Regions from separate parts of the Mus musculus genome. Here all the other regions are linked to region 2. A link is a contact called in public Hi-C, HiChIP or PLAC-seq, Micro-C and promoter capture Hi-C data. All regions are on one chromosome and are shown on one strand. Each heading gives the region's core, a stretch centred on a gene start, on an enhancer-like site or on the middle of the called end of the contact. The rest is flanking DNA. Distances are from core to core; before and after follow the strand shown.

Region 1 (3,188 bases), core at 286-2,785, 2.2 Mb before region 2:
TGGGCATTCTGGCACAGTCTCACAGGAGCACACTGTAGCCACTCACAAAGCAACAACATGCCTCCAGGACATCTCAGTCAGTCTCCGCATGCACACATGTAACTGACACGGGCGGTCCCACACACTCGCTGGATCTCAGACATACAAAGACGCCTACTCGGTGAAGTCACATGCCACCGCACAACCCACCGGAGGGCCACACAGGCACACCTTATCAGATCTCACATGTCCCCTCTTCCCACTGCCTTTCATCCTATCAGCTCCCTCCTTCCACTTGGACCTCGAGAACTATACTGCGCCCCCCCCCCCAAAAAAAAAAGACTGGGCTCCCAGCCCCCAAGCCTGGCCGCATTAATTTCCCTAAGCGGCACTCCGCAGTTTCCCTGGGGAAATTAGAGGAAGGCTGAAAGAGAGACAAGGGCAAAGGGATGAGGCCGGGAAAGGCAGCTGCTGAGAGCAAAGATAGCTTGACGTATGGTCAGGCGATGCTGAGCTCCAGCTTTTTCGAAGGCTCGTTTCTCCGTCTTTCTGATTTTTAGAAATTCAACATGAGGGGAGGCGATAATGGAAAAAAAATGGAAATCGGTAGTAGAGGAAGAACAAATGAAGATGGGCAAAAAATTTTTTTAAAAATTAAAAAGGGGGGGTGGAGAGGAGCAGCCCTTCAGGGACGAGGACAGACGGTCGGGCGGCAAGGGGAGGAGCCGAGGAGTAGCCTCCCGGGAGAGTCCTGTTTACACTTGAGGATCCCAAACCGCTTAGCAGAGGAAAGGTGAGGTCATAGTGGCAAGAGACCTGGGGGCTCGGCTCGGACATGGGGCCCGGGAAGCTAGAGGCGCCGCTCTCCGACGAGAAGGCGGACCGGGCAGAGGCGGGCGCGGCAGGCAGGGCACGAGAGGGGTGGGGATGGCGGGGCCGGGCGCAGGCCGGGCGGTGAGGCCCGAGCCACGGCGCGCTGGGCCGCTAGAGGGCGCCGGTGGTGCCGAGCGGGATAGGCAGCGCCGGGCTCCGAGCGGGGGGAGGGCGCAGCGGGGTCCGCGGGGACCGGGCGCCAGGGCCGCTCGGGGCCGTCGGGGGCGACCGGGCGCGAAGGACCGCGCCGATCCCGGGGCCGCCCGGGTGCCGCGCCGCCGCCGCCCCTGCCCGTACCTTGGCACTCAGCTCGGCCGCTGCCTCCACGCTCTTCTCCGACATGGTGCCGGGGCCGGGGCTGGCAGGGAGCCGGGGTCCCGGGGCCGAGGCGGAGGAGCCCTGGACGGCGGAGGGTGGCCGCGGCCGGAACTTGGCGCGGTGGCGGCGGCGGCAGCGGCAGCGACGGCCGCTCGGCAAGCTGGCTCGCTGCAAGAGGCGGCAGAGGCGCGCGGGGTGGGGCGGGGGTGGGTCCCGAGCAGAGACCCGCAGGGCTGCGGCCGTCCGGAGGGCGGGCGGGCGGGCAGGCGGGAGGACGATGCGGGCGGTGGCCGGCGCGCTCCGGTCGCGGTCGCTCGGTCTTGCTCGCCGCCCCCGCACCAGCAGAGCTGCCGCCGACCAGCCGCTGCCGCCCCCGGGAAGGGAACCCGCTTTTAAGGCGGCGCTGCCCGACGGGAGGGGCTTCCCAGGGGTGGGGCAGGCGAGAGCGGGGAGGAGAGGAGAGGGGAGGGGGATGAAAGAGGAGGTTGGAGAGGTGGGGATAGGAGGATGAAAGCGAAGGGCGGGAGAGCGAGCGGGACAGGAGGAAGGACGAGACCGGGCGGGGGAATGGAGAGACTGACGGTTCGGGAGCGAGCGGAGTGGGGCGAGGAGGTGGGAAGGGGTGGGGTTCCTGCGGGGAGACACCGCTCCAAATGCCAGCCTACTGCCTGCAAGCTGGAGTCTGGCTCCTGGGGGCGGACTGGCCAGACTCCTGCTGACCTCCTCCTTTTAGCCCTGGGATTTTGCTAAAGTGGGGGTGCAGGGAGTGGGGCTGTAGATGTAGAGGCTGGGCAGGTATTTGAGAAACCAAAAGCTGAAAGGAGAGGAAGAAGGCTGCAGAGCCACTTCCATTTCTCGCTCCTGTCCGCCTTCTCTAGGTGGCCTTGAGGAGGAAAGTGAGAGTACAAAGGACAGCCTGGGCCTCTCGGCTGGACTTGACATTTGTGGTCCTTGTCGGGTTCCTTCCAGTCTGTTTCGGGGGATGTGAGGGGCCCTCTGATGTTCTCGTCTGCCTCTTTATTCTTCTCTCCTCTTACCTGTCTCACCTCACTTAATTGCCTGGTTCTTGTGTTTCTCTTCACCTCTTCATTCATATAGACCGAGACCCCTCCCTTACAACCATCTACATCTCTTATGTCTCAATTTACTTTGCTCCAGATAACACTGTTTTCTTACCTGATTATCACCTGGCCCTATAAACTTAGCTAATTTTCAACTCTTTCCGATTGTCCTTGTACATTTTCCCTCTCGTAGCTCTTCTCTGTCTTCCCCCCAGTCTTTCTGAATTCAATTGTCCTTTGCACACACGGGCCCAGATACGGGGTTCCTTGTCCTCAGCGCCTCACCCCTAGGTTCAGAATCTTTAGATAATTTTTTGAGAACCCTAAGATTCAGAAAGAGACGGGCTGGCCTGTCAGTCTGAGGCCCGAACGGTGGATGAAGAAGAAGGCTGGGCTTTGGGAAAAGATTGTCTTTGGGGTGTGTGTGTGTGTGTGTGTGTGTGTGTGTGTGTGTGTGTGTGTGTGATCTGTCATTATTACCCCTCACCTTTTCCTAATCATTTTTATTTCCTTAATAAAAAACATCACCTTTAGCCAGATGACCTATTCAGCACTTGGGAAGCTGAGGCAGGAGGATTGCCATTAGTTTGAGGGCATCCTGAGCAATACATCTTGCCCCTTCCCGACCCCCCCCCCCAATTAGAAAAAAAGGGAAGCCATTGTTGGTCTTCCATCATCATTTAGCATGTGAGCGTGTCAACACACCATCGTTTGATCTCTCATACACATCTCCTGGTTTCTCTGACTCTTAATTCAGTTTCTTCGTCTCATAAATCTTTGCGCCCCACCCTGGTTTTTCCTGGCAGGGTTCGGTCCACCTTTTCTCTGAGATCTCTCCATTTCCCCTTTTCAATGCGCTTCTCAGACTTCAGTGACTGATGTCTATAGCAATCTCTCACCATATTCCATCTCTGTACCCTTTCTTGCTTCATTTATCTCCCCTCCCTCACCCCATAA
Region 2 (3,139 bases), core at 218-2,717:
AGGGGCTCTAGATCTCAGTGGGGGAAACTTGCGGAGTGTTCGGCTGCGGCCCACAAGGGCAGTAGCTAGGAAGGCTGTGCCTGCTGGGGGTTGGGTGAGACGAAACCAGGGAACCCCCCTCCAGGAGGCATGCGGGACTCTGACCTCTCATTTGGGGGTGCCCCCTAGCCTGCTCTACACACCTCCTCCCCCGCTTCCTACCCCACCCAAATCTGCGCGCTCAAGAAGCAGCCAAACTGTAAGTAACCTTGGTGAACCGAGGGCTGGGGAAGAGGGCACGATCAGAAAGAGGGTGCCCAGGATCATGGGGTGCTGAGAGGGGGTGGGGGCGCCGGCGAATGTTGCCAGTCCTTGTAAATGGAGTTTGCAAAGCAACATGGCGAAACCACGGCAGGTCCAGAGCTGTGCATACGTGGGCACCCTGCTCTCTCGGCAAAGATTGCAAGCAAGGCTAAAGCAGCGGTTCTTTCAGATTGCCCTAAACGCACGTTTTTTTCAGTATGACTTCCGGGGCTCTCCTGAATTCCCTGTTTCTCCCCCACCCCCACCTCCTGCCAAAGTGCCAACGCGGAGTCCTAAGGCTCAGACGGTTTGCCCCAACCCTGAGAGTCGGGGGCGGGGGGGGGCTCTTTATATGTTGGTATGGATTGTTAGGTCGCAACACCCTCTGGGGCCTCACTGAAGGCAGCCGGGGTTGCTTCCACACCACAGGTCAGAAATGGAGATGGGAAGACGAGGAAGCCACATGCAGGCACACGCGCGGGATGCCAACCCCCCGGGGGGGGGAGGACATCCTCACTCACCCAAGTTTTCCTCCACTAGTTAATCTAGCAAGGGACAGAATTAGCGTCTCGCCCAAGGGTGCGGGGCTACCTCGCGCACGAGCGGGGGAGGCCAGCGCAGGGGTAGTTCTCCCGCAGTTTTTAGGATCTCTGCGTGTTGGAGGTAGGGATGGAGCGGCTGGGCTTGCCTCTCCCTGAGAGCGTCGCCCGCACACCTACCTCTAGCATCCAGGTGGCCACCATCCTGCGCATGTACGGTTGGATGTCCTTCTGCACGCACTTGAAATAGGAACACTGCGGGAGGTAGCGCTCCTCGATGGTCAACAGGTTCTGCAGAACGCGGTCTTCCAGCAGGTTGCGGTCCGGCACGGCCCTGCGGACCGGGTCCACCTCGCAGCACAGCAGCTCCATAGCCAGCCGGCCACCACTCGGTCCCGACTGTAAATTTTTTTTATTATTATTATTTTTTGGAGGTGCGGGGGGGTCGGGGAGTGCTTCCCTTACCTCCTTCCTTTGGCTGAATGGGAGATTTGGGAGAGGAAAGAAATGGCAAAGAGAGAGAGGGAGAGAGAGAGAGAAGAGTGGAAGGTGGGCGAGCGGAGCCTCAAGGGCCGCCTGACTCGCACCGGTCCTTCCCTCCGAACTGCCCGGCTCTCCTCAGCTCGCTCTCCTCTCTCGCTCAGGCAGTGACGCAAGCTGGAAGGGCAGTTAGATCTCCTCCCCCTCTCAGGTTCCTCCTCCCCCTTTCCTCCCCTCCTCTAGCGTCCCTCCCCTCCTTTCAATCTTTCCCTCCCTCTCCCCCCCCCCTTCCCTCTTGTTATTAAGGAGCACAGCAGCTGGCCTGACCAAACTTCAAACACGATCCCCGCTCCCCACCCCCAACCCCTCTCCCTACTTCTCCGAGGCCCTCTCCCCATCCAGCCCCGCATGCTAGGGGCCTCGGATAGGGGAACCCACAAACCCCATGGATTCCTATTGATTATCCTTTCTGACATTCTGTAGGCATACCATGGGGGCATAAAGGGTGTGTACGTGTGTGCTCTCTAACTTCGGAGGCTTGCAATGTGATCAGAAAAACAGCCCATTATTCAAGATTCAGGTAGATAGATTTACCATGTGGATGAGTTCAGATAACTTAGAAGTAGACCCCTAAATGAGGAACAAGGAAAGGCTTATTTGAGAAAATTGCAACCTCGCCAAACCAGGGATAAAGGTTATGCCCCTCAAGCTTAGACTCCTGATAACTTTCAAGCTGTTGTCCGCCCCGAGCCACGTGCGTGGAGAGGAAGAGGAGGAAGGGGTGGATGTTGGAGAAAGGGGTGCTTCTTAAGCCTAGTAGAATATGACCCTCCTGCAGAAACCTTTCTGTTCTTGGGGGCGCCATTGGGCAACGCGGCCAGCCTCTCAGAGCGGCCCCAGACCGGGGGCAGGGCTAGCAGCGGTTCCTCCGCGGGCCTCGGCCACGCAGGAAAAACCCGCTTCCTCGCCCCTGCATCTGCTGACAAGCCGCCCTAGGTGTCTGCGCGGAGCGTGGCCACATTGATACAGCTTTCTAGGAAATGGCTCGGGAGGGGCCAGGGAGGGGGAGAGGGAGGGTTTAGGTTTGGCTCTCCCTGCGCCAGCAAGGCCACCCTTCCTTTCCCCGGGGGCTCCTGAGTCCTGCACCCCTCAATCCCCGACCCCGTGGGGTCTCGCGCCTCATCCTTCCGCCAGGATTTTGGGGTCGGCTCTGACATGTGCTCTAAAGCATCCTGTGGTCAAGGCTGTTGGTAGAGGGGGACACGTTGGCGTTTCCTCACCTCCTTCCTGCTCCCACCCTGCCTTTAACTATATTAAAGGAGGGAGGAAGGGGCGAGGAACCACTGGCCCCCGCATGGTGGCCACGCTGGCACGTGCAGATAGCATGGCGTGGGTTGCACCTCTCTGGGCACACGGGGGGGGGCACTGAGTCCCTCCTTCCTTAAGAAGGGGGGATGATCAGGGACGCTTAAGGCTAGCGGAGGCTGAGGCTGGGGGGGGGAGGGGGTGGCACGCTGTGGGAGCACCACCCGTGGGCTCTCGGAAAGGCCCGGGAGGGGAGGCAATAAAGCCGAGGTGCAAGCGATTAACTCCAGCCCTGGGCCAGCCCCTTTAAACGAGGGTGGGGCGGAAGGGGTGGGCGGGGGGAGGGGATATCACTTTAAAAGGGTGAGTATGAGTTTGGGGCGCCGTCTCCCCTCCCTCTATTTGCATAGCCAATAGCTCTGGGGCTCCTGCTACTGCGCGCTGATTGTTACCGGGCAGATTACTTTTTTTTTTTAAAGTAGGAAGCCTTCTCCGCTACATCAAAAGGAAGCCCGGGAAGGGCGGAGGGAGAG
Region 3 (3,080 bases), core at 519-3,018, 2.0 Mb after region 2:
GCAAGGAACCTGATATAGCTGTCTCTTGTGAGACTAGGCCGGGGCCTAGCAAACACATAAGTGGATGCTCTCAGTCAGCTATTGGATGGATCACAGGGCCCCCAATGGAGGAGCTAGAGAAAGTATCCAAGGAGCTAAAGAGATCTGCAACCCTGTAGGTGCAACATTATGAACTAACCAGTACCCCGGAGCTCTTGACTCTAGCTGCATATGTATCAAAAGATGGCCTGGTCGGCCATCACTGGAAAGAGAGGCCCATTGGACACGCAAACTTTATATGCCCCAGTACAGGGGAATGCCAGGGCCAAAAAAATGGGAATGGGTGGGTAGGAAAGTGGGGGGCAGGGTGTGGGGGACTTTTGGGCTAGCATTGGAAATATAATTGAGGAAAATATGTAATAAAAAAAAGAGTTGACAGCTTTCTTTCAAAACTTTAACCAAGACAAATTAATAAGTAAGTTACAGTTGTATTTTTTCAAAGGAGATGGACTCAGGGCTTAAAAGCTCTTGCCACATAATCCTGACCATCTGGCCTGGATCACAGGAGAACAGGGCAGCAGGAGAGGACAGACTCCTACACATATGCTGTGGCATAGATATGCCCCGCTCAAGAAATAAAGTAGTTTTTTAATGGGCCAAATGGGTAACTCTCCAGTGTTTCAAATAGTTGAATGTGACTATTGGATATAAATATTTATTACGCAGTAAAATCTGTTTGGTTTTTTTGATCTCCCCAGGGTTCTCTGTTTCCCAGAACTGTTGCAGGCCTGTGATAAGAAAGGGTAAGAGGTTCAAAGCTGTTAAAAACAATGAATTCATGAAATTCTTAGACAAATGGATGGATCTGGAGGATATCATCTTGAGTAAGGTAACCCAATCAGGAAAGAACACACATGATATGCACTCACTGGTAAGTGGACATTAGCCCAGAAGCTCAGAATCCTTTTTAGAAGGGGGAACAAAATACCCATGGAAGGAGTTACAGAGACAAAGTTTGGAGCAGAGCCTGAAGGAAGAGACTGCCAGAGACTGCCCCACTTGGGGATCCATTCCATAAACAACCACCAAACCCAGACACTAGGCAGATGCCAACAAGAGCCTGCTATAGCTGTCTCCTGAGGGCCTTTGTCAGTGCCTGGCAGATACAGAAGTAGATGCTCACAGTCATTCATTGGACAGAGCACAAAGTCCCCAATGAAGGAGCTAGAGAAAGTACCCAGGGAGCTAAAGGGATCTGCAACCCTATAGGTGGAACATCATTATGAACTAACCAGTACCCCAGAGCTCTTGACTCTAGCTGCATATGTATCAAAAGATGGCCTAGTCGGCCATCACTGTAAAGAGAGGCCCATTGGACTTGCAAACTTTATATGCCCCAGTACAGGAGAACGCCAGGGCCAAAAGTGGGAATGGGTGGGCAGGGGAGTGGGGGGGGGAGGGTATGGGGGACTTTTGGAATAGCATTGGAAATGTAAATGAGGAAAATACCTAATAAAAAATATTAAAAAAAAAAAAAAAAGAAAATCCCTGTGACCTCAGTAAGGTCAGCTTGAATTATGTTTCTAAATCAGAGTGTGCTGAAAGAGAAACGAAACACAAAGTAAACCAGAAGCAAACAGGAAAGTCAGTCTCCAGATGGCGCCAGTGTGGCTCCTGACCTTGAAATGCGTTTCCCAATGAGATTTTGTTAGGCCCTGAGCCAACCAAGCGTGTGTGTATGTACAGAAAGGAGGAGCTACAGGATTAGCTAAATACTGAAACCTCCCCACGTATTTGTGCCTCTCAGCTTTCAAGTTTCAATCCTGTAGTGGAAACTCAGCTCCTCAGCTCTGAGATGTGTGTCACAAAGGCTTCCCTACCTATGCTTAGTCCCACAGGCAGCCCGCAGGAGGTAGAAGTGGGTAAGTATTCAATAGTATTTGAACCAATGGGAGGGGCAGAGAGGAGTTTCAAACAGGGCAGGAAGGCAAAAGAGTTGAACCTTGAACAAAAGATTAAGAACAGAAGGGCGTCTGTGAGCCCGTCACTGTGGGTCTGCAGAGCAGGAGAATGCAGTCGGGATTAGCTATGAGGTTGTTACATTAGTTATTCTATCGGAGCATACAATACTCGAATAGTTCTCAGGCAAGAGAAATGAGCAGCGAGTCACCTTCTAACTGCCAGAGCTGTAGCCACAGCGTTCTCGCTTTGTACTTAGCTTGCTAGTCCACTCTTCCCAGGGATCTGGTAAGTTACAGTCTGGTGGATTACATCAAATTGCTGTAGTAAACGTTTGCTTTAAGTCCCTGAGTGAAGGAAACTCAGACAACAGCTTTGCAATGTGCATAGTGGCAGAAGTTGCCTGGGAAGCTTGGAGCTTGTGTTTTGCAGATCCATTGTAATTAAAATAGAATTGTAAGGGGGTGGCTTGGGGTGGGGTGGGGGTGGGGGGCGCTGAACCTACTCAGGACCAAATCCTTTCTGTTTTGAGCTCTTGATAAGTTACAGAAAAAGAATATAATGGGGTTTCCTACTTAATTCTTCAGAAAGGAAGCAAAATTGTGTTTCTTGTGTTTCAAACTGTCTATGCTCCATTATATTGTGTTCCTTTATTTTCCTTTTCCCCCTCATTCCTGTTTCTTCACATTAATTTTTTTTTTTTTAATTTGTGGAAAGACTACTGAATTTTGAGAAAGTAAGATTGACATCTATCAAAATACAAAATTCCCAACAAATGCTAATGTTTATCACTTAAACCAAGTATTCTGAAATAATAATAATAATAATAATAATAATAAATTATAATAAATTATTATTACTGAGGATGATGATGACTGACTGACTGATTGATTGATTGATTGATTCTTTGGCAAAGTCTCATACTTTACCCCAAGCTGGCCTGGAACTCCTGCTCCCTCTGCCTCAGCAGGGTTGACTTTTTAAAATCAAATACACAAATATTTAGCCATTGGAAACATTTCCTGAGAATGTGGAGCTTCTGTCTCAAGTGCAGCTGTTGCATAGCTAGCTGCAGGCATTTTGAAGCCTGTCTTGTGAATGTGGAGCTCCTGTCTCAAGTGCAGCTGTTGTATAACTAGCTG
Region 4 (3,097 bases), core at 16-2,515, 2.1 Mb before region 2:
TGGAATGTTGAGAAATAGTTTTGGGATGGGGGTTTGTAATTGTTATGGGATGTTCTGGGTGAGTTAAAGTTTTTCATCATGAAGTTTTATGCAAGTGTTTCATCTAGTCAGCATATTATTTGTTTGAGTTTACACAAACATTCAAAGCTGGAGGGAGGTAAGTATCTAGAACATACCTGGATTTGGTGGGGTTTGTTGGGGCTCGAGGTTGGCTCTTGGTTCCTGAGTGTCTGCAAATGATGAGCTAGGAAGTCTGGGGGTCCTGAACTTTGAGAGCCCAGAATGCTCCTATTGCCCAGGAAGGGACTAAAGTGTGTGCTAGTGGGGACAGGGCAGTTAGCAGTTTGCCACACCCTCTCTGCTCTAGTTGGAAGAGCCTGACAACTTCTAGAGGTGGGGGAGGTTGTGACAATTAGGGGATGTCTGGCCAGACCTGTGTGCGGTGATGGAGTGTAGCAGAAGTATTATGGGATGTGGCACTGGGTTGTGTTGGGACAATTATGGTATCGTGGGCTTTTTGAAATTATGGGATGGGAGAGTAGATAGAGTAAATGATAGGACATTTTCCCAGTGTTAGTGGAGGAGATTTAGATGTCCATTTGTGGGGTGACAGCAGAGCTGCTGATCATTAGTGAGTATCTCTTTGCTAGGAGGAATGGTAATTTATGGACCATGGAGCTAGAAAGAGACTGGGAAGGCTGTGGGTGGTAAAGTGAGCATCTAGAATCTCAACCCTAGTGCAGGGACTGAGGGCAGCTCTGGGGGGGTTGGATATTATGGGATATCAGTATAGAAAGTGGGAGACTGATTATTACGGGATCCGTGTGGGAGGAGGCCCAGTGTCCGTTGTTGTAGTATGGGGTGGGTGAGTTTCTGACAATCATGGGATGTCAAACTGGGGGTGGTTATTATGGGATGTCGGTGGGGGATGGGTTGAATATTATGGGATATGAGGCTGAAGTGCTGGGAGGGGTGCTTATTATGGGATGGCCAAGGGGAGGGAGGGGTAATGAGTTATTATGGGATGTTAGCAGTAAGGCCAAGAGTGAAGAAGTTGGCAAAGAGTGGTTATTATGGGTTATCTAAGGGAGGGGGAGCAGGTTTTAGTTTGTAAAAGATCTGCACTATATGTCTGTAGCCCCGGGCACATATATGCATAGAGTGTGGGGGGCGGGGTGTGTGTATGTGGGGTGTCCGTGTGTATTATGGGATGGCCAGGAGGTGGGCGGTTGCCCAGGTGACGCGCGCGCGCGCTCGACGGGGGCGTGGCCAATGGTTGCCTGAGCGACGAGGGGGCGGGGGTTGCCCGGGAGACCTAAAGAGGAGGGTGGCGGTAGTGGAGGGGGGGGTTGGAGTTGGTTGAGGTTATTATGGGCTGTCCGTGGGGGGCGGGGCCTGTGCGGTGGGATTTCCCGGCCGGTGTTTCGGGCCCTTTAAGAGGCGACGCCGGAGCCGGAGCCATTTTCCCCCCTTCGGCCGCGGCGAGGAGGAGCTGGAGCGGGAGTGACACCGGCGAGACCCAGCGCGACCTGAGGCGGCTCTAGGGTGAGGAGCGCGCGAGGCAACGGGAGAGACATCTCTCTCAGCCCGACGTCGTCCCGGGGGTCATTCCTTCACCTGTCCCTTCTTCAGGCGTCCCGGGGCCCGCGGGCCGTCCCCTCTCCAGGGAGCCGACCCTTCTTCCCCGGAGGCGGCCGGGTTACCTCCAGACGGCGCCCTGCCCTGAGGGAGTCCTGCTCCCCGCCCCCCCCCCCTCCTGGGCTCGGCCTCCCACAATGCCGGGCGAGCGCCTGCCCGCCCGCCCCTCGCCCTTTGCTCGCTAGCCCCCCGGGACACGTGGCCCGGCCCCCTTCCCGGTGGGTGCTCGCTTTCCTCCGGCGTCCCGACTCTTCGGGACCCCGGAGCGCCCGAGCCTCCACGCCCCCTGGTCCCCGCCGTTCCGGAAGAGAACCTGAGTTGTCCCAGAGGACAGCCTTTGGAGAGCTGCCCTGTCTGGGGACTGGCCCCTCCCCGGGCGCAGAGGAGCGCCCCCCCACTCCCAAGTGACCTTGTGTCCCCGAGCACCGGCCGCCTCCCCTGACCCTCTCCGCGCCTCCCCACTCGAACCCCACTCCCCAGGCACTCCTGGCTCAGGCCAGGCTAGCTTCTTCCTTCCCCTCCATGCACCAGCCTGCCCTCGGGGGCGTCATTCCCTCTTCTTGGGGGCTCCTGCTGGGGAGCCGGCTCACGGGCTGTCCCCGAGGAGTGTGGAACTAAGTTCAGCCTGAGTGGTTCGGGTGCTTGGCTAGGGTGGTAGGGCAGGGGGGCGGAAAGAGCGGGTGGGGGAGGGGGACTGCGCGTCACTCACTGTTCTCCCCCCTCCCCCGCACAGTGACTCGGGCCAGTGCAGAGGGCCCCAGGCCGCAGGCAGGAGCAGCTGGGCCAATTCCCTGGCCGGGGAACGGAAGGGGATGGCGTCGGGCCTGGGCTCCCCGTCCCCCTGCTCAGCGGGCAGTGAGGAGGAGGATATGGACGCACTTCTGAACAACAGCCTGCCCCCACCCCATCCAGGTAACATCTTCCCGGAGGGCCCAGGGCAGGAAGATGTTTGATCTTTCCTCGAGACTCCAGTGAGGCTGCGTTCGCGCGCTGCTTGTCCCTGTGCAGAACCCAGGGTGGAGGGCATCCGAAGGGAGTGGTTCTTTTCTGCGGAGCTCTTGTGTGCTGGGGGGTGCTGGGGGAGGTGGAAGCCATGTGCCTCTTGGGCACCACGGACCCAGATGCAAGCTGGCTTCACTCAAGGCTGTCTGGAATGCTCCGCAGTCCCCGGTTGAGGGAGCTCTCTGGGTTAGCTTTACCTCGTGCAGGTTCTTGGAGGAATGCAGGTGGTTCCGACTCTGGTGGTGACATGGTGGGGTGCGGTGGGGATTTCTGTTGCGGGAGCCCTGCCAGGCATCTGGGATCCCGCGGTTGTTCCCTGGAGAAGAAAGCGAGAGTGTTGGTTGCTTTCTGTCCCGATCTCTTACGGGTTCTCTGTGCTGTTTCAAGAGTGTAAAGTTTGAATCTCACTCTTTATCAGATCTGTAGAACTTTGTTAGTCAGATTGTTGGGATTTTTT
Region 5 (3,114 bases), core at 241-2,740, 2.4 Mb after region 2:
AAAAAAAACAAAACAACAACAACAAAAAAACAAACCTGAAGGTTACTCAGAAAACAACACTATTACCATTTTCATCCCAGATCTGTCTCAACTGGTTGTAAAATTTCTTCTGAAAGACTTAATTGTATTTGGGTCAAGGGTAAAATGAGTAGCTGGGTATTAAACTATTTTTAATTTGAAAATAAAAACAACAATAAATAAATACAACAATATTATATACCAATTCATTTGTCTTCATATGTAAGAAAGATTACCAGGAGAAAACCAAGAAGTGGGCTATGTATTTCATGTTCTTGTTTTGCCAGTTAAATTCAGTTCACTTTATTTTGCCCATATTTTATAACCATATCACTAAGTCATGTACATAAAATCAGGCAACAGGGCTGCTTGCCTGGTACCACTTAGTAGTCATTTTATTTTCACAGCACAAAGCATCCTTGAACTTTATCTCCGATGTTCCCAAGATATAGGTCTGGAGTTACTGCCAGTAGAATCAGAAGGGTGACCCCGCATCCAAAGAGTCTTAAGATGGAAACCCGGTATGTCAGAGGGGCCTGGGCTGACTCTCTCTATACTATTGAGGGTCTTCCACCAGCATGCCAGTCAGAGCTTTTGGTGCCCAATAAGGCCTTTTCATCAGGACAACTACCCTACAGGTGATACCCACCCCAGAGCAAAGTATTGTTGGGGAAACATAGACACCTAAATGATTTGACCTCTGTATTTTCAAGAACTCAACAACCATGCTTCTGGGTGAACCTTATAAAATGAATGGATTCATCTCTCCTTGAACGTGAGTGAAGCCTGGTGTTCATCGCTGGCATCGCTTCTTCTAACCTTGATGACTTCATGTTCTTCACCCTTACACTTCTTCAAATCCATGAGTCATGCTCTGTTTATGTTGTCTCAGAACCAATTCTAGCACAGATCCAAACATAAGGACACCAGTCAGAAGGAGGAGTTGGGGCAGAGAAGGCAGGCCAGTCGTGGGTGCCAGGCAAAGGTCAAAATGCAAGCACAGGACATTTCAGCCCGGGCTACAAATCTCGTGACGCCTGGCACTTTTCCAACTCCAGACTCCTGATTCCATTGCTCTGGAAACAGCTGGATTTTCTTCCTCTGTGTTTGTTTTGGGCATCAAACAAGAAACTTGAAGGGGAGGGAAGACGACATTTGTTAGAGCATTCTTTGAATTAACAAATTACCTTTAATATCAATCCTCAAAAATAAAAACCCGACTACATGATTTTTGCGTTTCGATGGAGTGGTTTAGGAAAAGCTTGGGTGAAAAGAAGATACACAAATAAACAAAGCTTCTGTCCACCCGGATCCAGCAGGTCCTTAGCGCCGGGGGCGGAGCGGGGGTGGGGCGTCGTGATGTCACAGCACCGCCCTGGTGTTTTTGTGTTTCCAGCTCTTGGGAAAAGCCACCCTATTTCTTTACCTGGTGGTCCTTTACCTTCAGGCCGCGAGATCTCCAGGTCCTTCTCTGGACGTTTAGCCACGTAGTGCGGCGACTGGCGCGTGGGAGCTGACGCGGGTGGAGCGATTGTGATAAGGCTGACATTGACTGGGGGTGGCCAGACGCGAGACGCAGTCATCAGCGCGCGCAGCAGGCCCCGTCCGGGGAGCCCCTACATCCTGAGGTCCATCATGAAGTTCCAGTATAAGGAGGACCACCCCTTCGAGTATCGGAAAAAGGAAGGTGAAAAGATTAGGAAGAAATACCCGGACCGGGTGCCGGTGAGTGGGGGCGGGGAGGGAGAAGGCAAGCTTGAGGAGTTTGGGAGCTGGTTGCCCTGGAGCTACCGAGGTAGCCTGGCGATGGCGGGTGGCCCTGGCACAGGAGGGTCATCGGAATCAAGTATTCTTGACCGGCTTTGACAAGCTTGTATCCCCAGGGCCTGTAGCCACTTTTGGCATCTCGAAAGCGCAGCGTGCGCGTGGTGGGTGAGTCAGCAGGATTCAGCACCCATGGAGGTTGGGATGTGCGCGTGGCGAGGCCTGTGTGTGCGGGGGCGACTGGTTGGGGGCCGCAGATAGGATATGCTATAGAAAAACGCGTCCCAACCCTGTAGCAGCAGGTGAGATGAGCCTTGTGCCCATCCATGTCTGCTCAATTGGTTCTCCATGAAAACGAGTCTCCTTCCCATTTCCTTGAGCGTAGGAGGAAAAACTCGAGAAGCCCCTAGATTCTGACCTGCGTTTTTTTTTTTTTTTTTTTTTTAGAATTGGGGGTGGGGTGGGGTGAGGGGCTTCACCAGGCGGGCCCTCAAACAAGGTCATGCCTGCCTCCACCTCATTATTGTCTCCTGGGCCATGTGTGGAAAAAGAAGGTCCGTGCTCTGCACTGTGATAGGTGGGTGGGCTCTTGGATCTCAAGAACCAGTACTGAGAACCGTTTCCTCCATTAATTATACCCCGATTTAAGCAGCTAATACCTAGTTCATGCAGTGGGGAGAAAAATACTAAGGGAGTCTTCAGCATCCGGGTGTTTTCCACTTTACCCCCTCCCCCGCCCACTTGCCTTTTTTTTTTTCCTCCTCTTTTGAAGGCTGCGCAGCAGAATTGGAAGCAAAGGATGACATCGCTTTTAAATATGGTGGATAGAGGACCAGGGACTTTAAAAAATCGTTCTCTTTATTTGTACAGGCAATGATGTTATATTAGGTTGGCGTTCCTCTAACTTTGAAGGGTAAAAGAGCTGTGCTAACCTGATAATTTTTTTTTTTGATGCATAAGTAATAGGGGGGAGGGACTTCTTCCTTATTCTTTATCTCAGCCAGGGCTACCAGAAGAAACGGAGGTCCAGCAAGAGAAAGCCCTCAGCCCCATTTTCTACCCTCAGCCCCATTTTCTACCCTCAGCCCCATTTTCTATGAGGAAGAAGAGAGCTAACTATTCCACCATTCTCCAGAAATTACATATACATGGCTCTTCCAGAACGGCTGGGCACACTCCAGTCATGCCTTCCTACTACACAGTCCTTCACATGTTATTTCCTTGAGCTCAGGACTGTGGAGGATTGCTTTCAAAATTTCTCTCAGTTTGTCAGCCCCACTTAATATTTTAAAATTACACATGGACCACACAGCTGGCAGCACTCTGAATGCC
Region 6 (3,024 bases), core at 351-2,850, 2.3 Mb before region 2:
GTAGGTAAGATACCCTCTCCCCCAGGATCAAAGCATCCCCTATCTCCCCTCCTGTTTACTGACCTCATCTGATTCTCCAAAGACATGTCTTCTTTCTGAGTGCCCCAGCACGACCCAGGTGGCTCCTAAGTCTTTGATCATGCCAGGGCTAAAACAAACACACACCAAAGTTCGGCAAGAAGCCCTCACGAGGAAGGTTTTCCCTCTACATCCCTCTCTGCCTCCATCTCACCTGATTTCCCCAGTGAAGGCCCCATTGGTCACTTTGTAGCAGTTCTGTGCGGCCACAGCAATTTTGGGATCCAGCTTCTGTCTGGCAAAGTCGATGTAAGCGGTGGGCGGTGCACAAACCACCTCTGAGGACGAGATCAGAGAAAGCCCCTCACTCTTCAGGCTCCCGGTCTTGCATTCACTTTCTTGGTTCTACTTTCCTTCGTTTTTCAGTCCAGAAAGTTGACCTTTGTCCACTACAGAGCCCAGGCTAGGCCTGTAGCAATACCAGAGCCTTCCCAATGCCTCTGATAGGCCACGGCCCTTACCCTGCCCTCTGCTCTTTTAACAGCTGTGGCTCTAATTTCCTCAGGCTATTCTGGGAATGGGCATCTCCTCGACTCAGCATTCTCCAGGGGTAACCCCTTTCTAAAATAGCCCATCCCACATACCCATCCCGGGAAGGATTTTTTAGCATAAGAGGTCCACCGCGGGAGTTTGTATTGGGCTCTTCGGGAAATGGATGATCAGAGAGAATACCCTTTGGCCATTCTCCAGGTTCCCCGATTTAGGTGGGTAGAAGCGGGAAGGATGGAGGGGTAGTGTCGTGAGCAGCAGGGAACTGACTAGCCCACAGAGACCTTGTGTTTTCCTATTTCCAGTCTGAGAAGAGCTGAATTTTTTTTTTTTTTAATTCCCCAACGGCTCAGCATGTTTGGCATCTGCTAGGGGCCTAAGGTGGAAGGCAGGAGTGGCCCATGCTGTGAAGGATAGGGATGTGGAAGCCCCCAGCTCAGAGGCCTAAGCATACGACGGCGCGGGGAGGAGTTTCGGGCTACGTGCAGAGACGCACGGAGCCAGAGGCCGAGGGGGCAGGTAGCTGAGAGCCCGCGCAAGCTCAGCTTCCTCCCTCACAATCTGGGGGACACGTGCCACTTGCTTATCCAACCCGACACTGGTTCTTCTTCTCGACCCTAACCCCTAACTGGTGCAGCTCCGGTCCACTCCCAAGGGCGATCTTCTTTGCACCCTGCCCCCAACCCCAAGAACCCCTTTCGGGCCCCACAAACCCAGTGCAGCATTTAAATGCTTTTCCTCTTCAGCAAGTCTCTGCTGCCGGGACACCAAATGGCTCTTGTCCCCAGGCCACCATCCAGGTCCACTCAGACACTGAGCAGGTGGTGCCACGCCCGACCCTCCACCCCCACGTCCCGCCGCCCCTGCTAAACAGAGAGCTCACCGGTGCCTGCCGGCACGTTGGCTGCGTTCAGGGTGCAGATGAGTTCTCCCAGGCACTTCTTCCTCCCGTTCATCTTCCAGTTGCCCCCAACGAAGAACTTCCTGGTAGGCGCCATTGTACCAGGCTCAAGTCTCTGAAGGTCAGTACAAACGCACGGCTCTCTCCACTGGCCACTTATATAGATGGCTGTGAAGCAGAACTCCTCCTTCTCCCCGCCCTCCGCCATGGTTAGCCCGGCCCCTTGCTGCTCCGCCTTCCCCTCCATCTGCCTCTCCACCTCCCGGTGTTTCGACGTTCTGGCGTTCTAGAGCAATCAATGTTCTAGAGGGTTCAGGGGGCTCAAACGTCCTGCCTCAGTGGCTCGACAGTTGAGATGTTGAACCTCGCGCTCAGGGAAACAAACTTTTTGGGATTTCAGAAGACCAAGGGGCATTTCCTGTGGAGGTGACAGCAGCAGGGCCTTGGACCCTGGGGTTGAGGGCACCTTTCCAACTCCGAAAGCGCCCCATTCCCTCATAGCATAAAGCAAAGTCACGGTTGAGGAGCCCTTCCAGTAATCACAAGGAAGGGGGCCAAGTGTGTCACCAACGTCGCTGGTGATTACGGGGTCCTTGCAGTTGTCAGACCTTGGCCAAATGGAGCAGAGTGGGACACTAGTGTGTGGGGGGCAGGGAGGGAGGCAGGCTGGCTGCAGCCGTGTAAAGGAGTCAGCTGATATCAGTCAGTGTGGACTGCCCACCCTGCCCTAGGTCCTTCATTTGCCCAGCAACAGTGGGGCTAGACCAAGTGCATGGTCAGTTGGGGGGGGGGGGGTGATGCAGCCTCGCTTCTGAATTTTCCCTTTATTTCCCATCCCCCCACCTCAGTTTTCTGAGCATTTCTAGAGCTAGAGAAAAGGAAATTGCCTGGGGGGGGGGGACGGCAAAGGACCCCAGTTGGGCCTCTCTAAACCTTCCCCTTCCAGTAATCCTCCCCAGAACTAGTAAGTCTCCCCCAAAGAACTGAAACCAGTCAGCCCCCGTACTTTTATTCACATCATGTATTTTGGCATTTTTCCAGAGGACCATAAAGACAGACCGGAGGCTGAGGCAGAAGGGCAAAGGGTGTGGGGAGGGTCCTATTTCCCTCAGAGCCTCCTCTGCCCCACCACAAGGGAGCAAACACTTAAGGGGAGGGGAGGCGCAGTCGCTCCCTCCCCTGGAAAGATGCATAAAGCCACATCCACACACACACACAGGTAAGAGCCCGCCCCACATCAGGGGTTGGGCCATCACAGAGAAGCAGAGCACTGTGGATTCAAGGGGCAGGGGAAGGAAGCAACAAGGTCCCACTGTGGACAGGCAGTTGGCCCCTCCTGTCCCATCCCTGCTCTGTCCCCAGAGTCTAATGAGTACCCCTCCTCTTTGTTTGGCCATTCTCCTATGACCTCCAGCTCCTTCCCACTGCTGGGGACAAAAACAAAAAGGGTACAGAGCAGGGGCTGAAGTCCATCCCTCAGCCGTCCCTCATGCCAGATGGTCTGTCCCCTGCTTCAAGTGGAAGGGCTGAGGGCAGGCTCTTAGCTGACCACTCTC

The links. Promoter capture Hi-C pulls out the DNA fragments that hold promoters and counts their contacts. Hi-C and Micro-C count contacts between places; a contact is called where the count stands out from the background. HiChIP or PLAC-seq counts read pairs in DNA pulled down with a chosen protein or histone mark.
Region 1: a contact with region 2 is called in a Micro-C map of embryonic stem cells, with 5 times the contacts expected there. The contact joins the promoter of Ptms here to the promoter of Ccnd2 in region 2.
Region 3: a contact with region 2 is called in an H3K27ac HiChIP or PLAC-seq map of thymic regulatory T cells, with 7 times the contacts expected there. The contact joins the promoter of Clec2d here to the promoter of Ccnd2 in region 2. A contact is called at or near these places in 1 of 39 promoter capture datasets (liver) and 1 of 115 datasets of contacts at active chromatin or transcription factors (thymic regulatory T cells).
Region 4: a contact with region 2 is called in a Hi-C map of B cells, with 6 read pairs. The contact joins the promoter of Chd4 here to the promoter of Ccnd2 in region 2.
Region 5: a contact with region 2 is called in a promoter capture Hi-C map of liver, with 6 times the contacts expected there. The contact joins the promoter of 1700101I11Rik here to the promoter of Ccnd2 in region 2.
Region 6: a Hi-C map of B cells shows a contact between it and region 2, with 8 read pairs. The contact joins the promoter of Tpi1 here to the promoter of Ccnd2 in region 2.

The regions. Positions count from the first base shown.
Region 1 is chr6:124,916,411-124,919,598 of GRCm38.p6, forward strand. It overlaps Ptms (parathymosin), which reads right to left and starts at 1,536. Exons shown (of 5, transcript NM_026988.2): 1 at 1,150-1,536. The coding sequence starts at 1,194. A230083G16Rik (RIKEN cDNA A230083G16 gene) reads left to right here and starts at 453. Exons shown (of 2, transcript NR_152158.1): 1 at 453-772. It overlaps Gm38896 (a long non-coding RNA gene), which reads left to right and starts at 3,180. Exons shown (of 2, transcript XR_869424.3): 1 at 3,180-3,188.
Region 2 is chr6:127,149,581-127,152,719 of GRCm38.p6, forward strand. It overlaps Ccnd2 (cyclin D2), which reads right to left and starts at 1,468. Exons shown (of 5, transcript NM_009829.3): 1 at 1,002-1,468. The coding sequence starts at 1,193. The region is part of intron 1 of 9330179D12Rik (RIKEN cDNA 9330179D12 gene); the gene reads left to right.
Region 3 is chr6:129,178,847-129,181,926 of GRCm38.p6, forward strand. Clec2d (C-type lectin domain family 2, member d) reads left to right here and starts at 1,769. Exons shown (of 5, transcript NM_053109.3): 1 at 1,769-1,901. The coding sequence starts at 1,835.
Region 4 is chr6:125,094,716-125,097,812 of GRCm38.p6, forward strand. Chd4 (chromodomain helicase DNA binding protein 4) reads left to right here and starts at 1,266. Exons shown (of 39, transcript NM_001346610.1): 1 at 1,266-1,545; 2 at 2,372-2,550. The coding sequence starts at 2,451. Mir7045 (microRNA 7045) reads left to right here and starts at 2,309; the gene lies at 2,309-2,371.
Region 5 is chr6:129,531,794-129,534,907 of GRCm38.p6, forward strand. It overlaps 1700101I11Rik (RIKEN cDNA 1700101I11 gene), which reads right to left and starts at 1,491. Exons shown (of 2, transcript NR_045270.2): 1 at 1,445-1,491; 2 at 154-1,149. It overlaps Gabarapl1 (gamma-aminobutyric acid (GABA) A receptor-associated protein-like 1), which reads left to right and starts at 1,399. Exons shown (of 4, transcript NM_020590.4): 1 at 1,399-1,743. The coding sequence starts at 1,654.
Region 6 is chr6:124,812,558-124,815,581 of GRCm38.p6, forward strand. Tpi1 (triosephosphate isomerase 1) reads right to left here and starts at 1,601. Exons shown (of 7, transcript NM_009415.3): 1 at 1,451-1,601; 2 at 233-356; 3 at 64-148. The coding sequence starts at 1,565. It overlaps Usp5 (ubiquitin specific peptidase 5 (isopeptidase T)), which reads right to left. Exons shown (of 20, transcript NM_001326594.1): 20 at 2,462-3,024. The coding sequence ends at 3,009.